2 separate regions of the Mus musculus genome follow, and region 2 is linked to region 1. Evidence: chromatin contacts called from public HiChIP or PLAC-seq data. All regions are on one chromosome and are shown on one strand. The core of a region is the stretch at or near the end of the contact, and the rest is flanking DNA. Distances in the headings are between cores, read along the strand shown.

Evidence for each region. HiChIP or PLAC-seq counts read pairs in DNA pulled down with a chosen protein or histone mark.
Region 2: an H3K4me3 HiChIP or PLAC-seq map of bone marrow-derived macrophages shows a contact between it and region 1, with 4 times the contacts expected there. The contact joins the enhancer-like site here to the promoter of Sirpa in region 1. A contact is called at or near these places in 1 of 39 promoter capture datasets (hippocampal neurons), 15 of 484 Hi-C or Micro-C datasets (adipose-derived mesenchymal stem cells, bone marrow-derived macrophages, cerebral cortex and 10 more), 6 of 115 datasets of contacts at active chromatin or transcription factors (the HPC-7 cell line, bone marrow-derived macrophages, embryonic stem cells and 2 more) and 2 of 9 other capture datasets (adipose tissue and pancreatic islet).

Annotation. Positions count from the first base shown.
Region 1 is chr2:129,591,129-129,594,091 of GRCm38.p6, reverse strand. It overlaps Sirpa (signal-regulatory protein alpha), which reads right to left and starts at 1,253. Exons shown (of 9, transcript NM_001355158.1): 1 at 1,017-1,253; 2 at 398-488. The coding sequence starts at 479.
Region 2 is chr2:129,557,730-129,560,429 of GRCm38.p6, reverse strand. No RefSeq gene overlaps it. Among named protein-coding and RNA genes, the nearest start is that of Gm14041, 8.0 kb to the left of the region's middle. Within about 2 kb of position 1,434, at least 33 of the 459 cell types and tissues checked have an H3K27ac peak or open chromatin away from gene starts, as enhancers often do. A contact at or near this core is called in adipose tissue, adipose-derived mesenchymal stem cells, bone marrow-derived macrophages and 3 more, where this site is marked.

The DNA.
Region 1 (2,963 bases), core at 4-2,503:
AACAGCGCGCCCAACCTCTGCCCCGACCCTCTCTCCAATCAAGTCTAGCAAGGGAGCATATGGGGAAACCAGGAGCCCGATTGCCCAAAGCAATTGCCAGTCTGCTTCCCCATTCAGGTTTGGCAAAGGGTACGGTAAACCAACTCATTCCTATACCCCGCAGCCCAACGCTGGGCTACCCAGTCACAGTCCACAAGGCAGATCCGGATAAGAAGAGTTCTATCCCGGCTTCTAGCCTAGGCTATGTGACCTTGGGCAAGTGGCTGACCCTCTCTGGGCCTCAACTCTGCATCTGTAACCCCCGTTACAGGGATTTGTCGACATTAGCTTAGCGACAGTGTGCGGGGCCTGAGCCCGCAGCTTGGGGAGGGTGGCAGTAGGAGCTGAGGGTGCTTACCTGTACAGAAACAGGACGCGGAGAGCAGCAGGCAGAGCAGCAGCGGCCCTAGGCGGCCAGGGGCCGGGCCGGCGGGCTCCATGGGCCGCGGCTGCAGAGCAAGGAGGGAGAGCGGCGGTGAGCGCGCTCGGCAGGCGGGCGGGCGGCGCGGGCGAACGACTAAGGCCCCTCCCCCTCCGCTGCCCCCCAGCGCCACCGCCCGGCGGGGTGATCTGACCCCCTCCCACAATGAGACGCCGCCGAGCGGGGAGACTCCGGGAGCGTGACGCCGGGCCAGGCCGGCGGGAAAGGGGAGCGGACCCGAGGGAGCCAGGCGCAGAGCCAGAGGCACGGGGGCGGGGGAGCGGATAGCGAGGGAGAAGGAAAGAGGGGGAGAGGAAGAGGGAGAGGGAGCGGGGACGGAGATCGGAGAGCAAGCGCGAGCGGGGACAGCTCGCAGAGCGAGTGCGGGCTGTGCGGAGCCGTCGCGAGGCCAGCGCGAGGGCGGCCCGGCCGAGCGCCCCCTCCTCGCGCCCGCACCTTCCCGCCCGCGCCCCAGTGCGCCCCGCGAGCTGCGCCGCCCGCCTCGGCTCTGCGCGAGCCCGCTCTGCCCGTGCGGGTCCCCGCCAGCCGCTCGGACCTGCGCCGCCGCGCGCAGGGCTGCCAGGCGGTGGAAGCACCGCTCCCTCTGCCCAGAGGCTGGCCGCGCACCACTTTGCGCAAACTTGTTTTTCTGAGGTCGGCGCGGCGGGCTGGCTACTTGGTCCTCTTAAGGTGGACTGGGGAAGTGGCGGCCGATCGCCCCCTGGTCTCGGCCTCTCACCCGGCCAGTCCTTAGACTCCAGTGGGCAAGAGGCTGCCCGCGGCAGGGGAGCTTGCAAGGGTGGAGAGTGGAGGGGGCGGGGAGGTTTGCTTTCTGCCCCTCCCCGAGAGGCCCTGCTTGTGTGTCCCAAAGCCGAAGGTCGGCCTCCGGGTGGGCGTGAGTCCTAGGGGCCCAAATCTTTCCTAGCTGGCCCCGAGGTATAGCAAAAGCAGGAAGTAAATGCAGGGGGAAGGGGGAGAGGAAGGAGAGAGTGATGGTACAAAAATAGCGTGTGTGTAGGAAGGACTTCAGTGCCTCTTGGTAAAGACGCGCTGGGGGAGAGGAGCAGCAAAAATGCTGTGGCAGGGAAAGGAGAGGGGCAGGGCTGGGCCCTAGGGAGGAGACAGACCAGAGGCCTTCTATCAGGGAGAATAGATTGGAGGTGGAGAGGGCCCAGGCAGCACTGTACTAGGAGAGACCTGGGCTGCAAAATAGTTACCCTAATGAGGAAGAGGAGGGACAGGAGAGCCTATCCCAAAGGACAGAGCCTCTGGATGCAAAATGTACCCTAGCTCTGGATTTCCATGAGCTAGGTCAGGTGCTTGGTTAATCGGCAGAAGGCTGGGCACCAAGGCAGGGAAGAGGAATCAAGACCCTCTCTTATTAACTGGAGAGTTTCTGAGTTGGAAGTTCAGAGATAGCAAATTTTGCTTCTCACAATGGTGGTTGAGGGACATAATGAAGCAAGACAGGCCCTACTGGCCCATCCTCTCAATAAAGAGGATGTTTAGGGGCAGAGGAGTGGAGGATGATTGCCTAATGATGTAGAAAGCCCCTTATGCAATGGTGCGCGCGCACGCACACACACACCACAGAGTCCTCTGCACCCATGACCAAAAGCCTGGGAGATTTTTTAGTTTTTTTTCTTTCTTTTCTTCTTTTATTGTTTGTTTGTTTGTTTGTTTTTGAGAGGCAGGAAGGGTGCATCTGTTGAACCCAGGACCCAGCTTCCAAGCCTTAGATCGTTCCTCCTGGTCTAAGAAGCTGCAGTCTTGGAGAAAGACCTTGTTTCTGTGTCTCTGCTCTTTTTAAAGCAGACCAGGCCAACATAAGCAGCGACCCAGAACTGCCACTGGGAGAGTTACATGAGCTGATATTTGCACTGCATTTTAAGAAGAGCCTACCATGTACCAAGGGCAAGGACAGTGTTTGAGAAGTGTTTGGCAGCAGCAATCCTTAAGGGACCATGGGGCAGCCCTAGCAGGAAGATTAGTTGTATTTCTTTGGACCTAGGGGATTACAAGAACTCACTTGCAGACTGGGAGAAGGTGCAGGGGAAGACAAGAATGAACAGAGGAGGTCTTGTAGGGAGTGTAGGTTACAAGTGCACATGTGTGTCAGCTTGGTTAGGTAAGGGCAACAGTATGTGGCTAGCACGTCGGGAGGGTGGTCCAGAAGCCCAAGAGAATTGGTTCTGCAAATAGGAACCCCTGTAGGCAAGATTCAAGTAGGGCCTACCATGCTTGATTGTTACACTCAAAGGGTCACTATAGTTGGAATAAGAGGTGGCTGAAGGGAAGAGAATACGGAGTTCGGGGGCCTGGGCAAGAAAGAAAACTTGGTTCTAGCATCTGAGCTGAGCTGCAGTGTCTCCAGCTCTTTAAATTGTGTCTGATAGGACCATGGTGTCCACTAAAGCCTTGTGAAAACCCTCCTCCAAAATTAGCTGGGTGTGGTGGCACACGCCTAAGCCCAGTACTTGGGAGGCAGAGGCAGGCAGATTTC
Region 2 (2,700 bases), core at 185-2,684, 34 kb after region 1:
ACTGGGGACCGAGGCTCTGTTTGCCATCTGTTCTATGTCTAACAGGTAACTTGCTATCTTCATTCTTGGTGCTTTGCAGTTATAAAATGGCTTGGGGGATGGGTCTCAGGAAATGCACCCCTTTTCTGTGCAGGAAATAGAGGGGAAATAAATGTTGCTGAAGGAGCTTTGTAACTCACAGTAACACCCGACTATACATAAATCTTACTGGCTAGATCCATGCCATGTACCACGCCTAGTCAGAGGGAAAATGAATGCTGTTTCTCTGAAACCACTAAAACAGGAGCTTTTAGCTATGGGAAGGCAGCTGTGCACACATGGTAACTCCCTGGACGTGCAAATCTTCTTTGTCTATGAATGCTGATAATTTACACTTCTGTAAAGAAAACCCACCTACCTCTAATAACATATGATCAAGACATGAGCTGTGTAGGCTACAGTCCCACTCTGCCAAGTGCCAGCTGTGGTGTCTCAGCTCCTGTATCCTCTCTGTGTCTCTACTTGCTTCACTGTAAAATGGAGAATTGTTGTTCCCCAATGGAGGTGTTTACCAGGATGAAAATAAGAAAAAAAAAATGAAAAAGAAAAGGTTCCAGAAAGAAAGTTGAATCATGTCTGACCTGTTTTGAACATCAAAGAAAAGTCGATGCAATCACTATTGTTATCTCTTTGTGACTTCAACCACCACGGTGATGAGGTTATAGAGAAAGATCACAATTGTTATTGTGATTGTGGTCCCCAATGTGAGTTTTTTTCCTGTGGCTAGAAACAAGGCCTAGTGTCCTAAGGCATGGCCCAGCTCTGCCTGACCTGTTGGTGGCTTCAGACAAGCCCCATTGGCAGCTAGGTACTCCCTTGATAGGGGAAGAGTCTGGCCCCACCAGTGGTCTGAAATGCCTCAGGTATAGCCTCCGCCTCTGGTTTGAACCCTACTGTAGAGGACTGGGAGGAGGGGAGGCCCTGATAAAGCTGGAGGCCTCTCCCTCATGGGCTGAGGTCTCTCTGCTCAGACACCTCCTTCCTATGTCTGGTTCCTGGCTCCTTCTCCCTATATTCATTCTCTCCTGACACTTCCTTCTGAGACTTTTTTTCTTTCACAGCCTACTTCCTGTGGTGATAGGCCAAGCCTTGGGGAGGGGGTCCCTCTGGGCTAATGCCCACAGAGTCCTAGGAGGAGCAATGGGAGGGAGGGAGGGAGGTATTTTCTGGAAGGGTGACTAGGAGGCTCTTCTGTCCCCTAAAAAGAGCTTGCCTCCTCACTTCTGGTGATCAGCAAGCTCCCATTCCTTTCGATGCCTCAGTTTCCCCACCTGTTCAACTGAAGATCTGAGAAGACTGGGTTTGGATAACTAGGCACGTGTGACACCTCAAGACAGTATCTGAAATGCACTGTCCTCACACTGACCCTTGATATAGGAAGGGGACAGAGTCCATAGGGCTCCAAGTAATTCTATCCCTGCACCACTAGGCAGGGCAGCTGGTCTTTGTCTACTTCTCACACAGCATCGAGTGAAATTTTCAACACAACATTTTAACTCCAACATTAAAATGAAGAGTCTGACAGCAGTAACCAGCAGGTATAGATTTACCACGTGCCGGGCATTTTGCTAAAATGTTTCACACATATTAATTTATGATGTAATCCTTCAGTAACGCAGTGAGCAAAGCACTATTAATAGCTTAAATTTGAGTAACGAGCAATTGAGTAACTTACCCAAGGCGGCTCAGCAGATCAGGGAATCTGAGAACAGCCCACTTGGCTCTAAACTACCGCTATTTGTTTGTTTGGGGAGGGTGGGGGAGGGTGGTTAGCTCATCTTTTCTGATGTTGGAATCTTGTTTGCAGCATTCTCTCCAAATTCTTTGCTTGGCTTTGGCTTGTACACCTGCAGGGACGGAGAGCTCACTACCTCCCTGGGGAATCTAGTTCTAGCAGCATCAGTATGAAAACACTCCCTCAAGTTTGTGGAGTGCTTAATAAGTCTTCAAGACTCAGAGTGGTTTCCTGGGAAACCGAGCAGCTTGCTCAGCCCCCAGGGACGTGGTGTGGTCTGGATTACAAGTGAAAAAATTTAGAAGGAGCCAAAACCCTCACATTTTGTTGCCACAGGAGAGAGGGCACATTGTGGACCCAAACGCAGAGACTTATTATGTGAGATGCTCCAGCCTTGAGCTTAGTCCATTATGTGCTGCTGTGCAGAATCCTGCAGATTGGCTGATTCATAAATAGGGACGTTTGTTTGGAGCCTTTGTGGTGGCAGCCATAATCTTGGCAATCAGGAGTAGAGGCAGGAGGATGATGAGTTTGAGGCTCCACCCTGAAGGCTAGTCTGAAGAAACTCAGGGATGTAGATGGGACCTTAGCACAGTGTGTATGAAAGTATCATCTTCAGCATTGCCAGACGAAAGTTGACTTGGCTTATGGGTCTAGAGCAGGGGTTCTCATCCTGTGGGTAGAGACCCCTTTGGAGGGTCTCATGTCAGATATCCTGTATATCAGATATTTACATTGTGATTCATCACAGAAGAAAAACTACAGCTATGAAATAGCAACAAAAAATCATTTATGGTTGTGGGTCACCAGAACACAAAGAACTGTACGAAAAGGGTCACAGCATTGGGAAGGTTGAGAACCACTGCTCTGTGGGCTATGAAGACCACAGTCAGGGAATTGGCCCTCTGATGGATATCTTCTAGCTG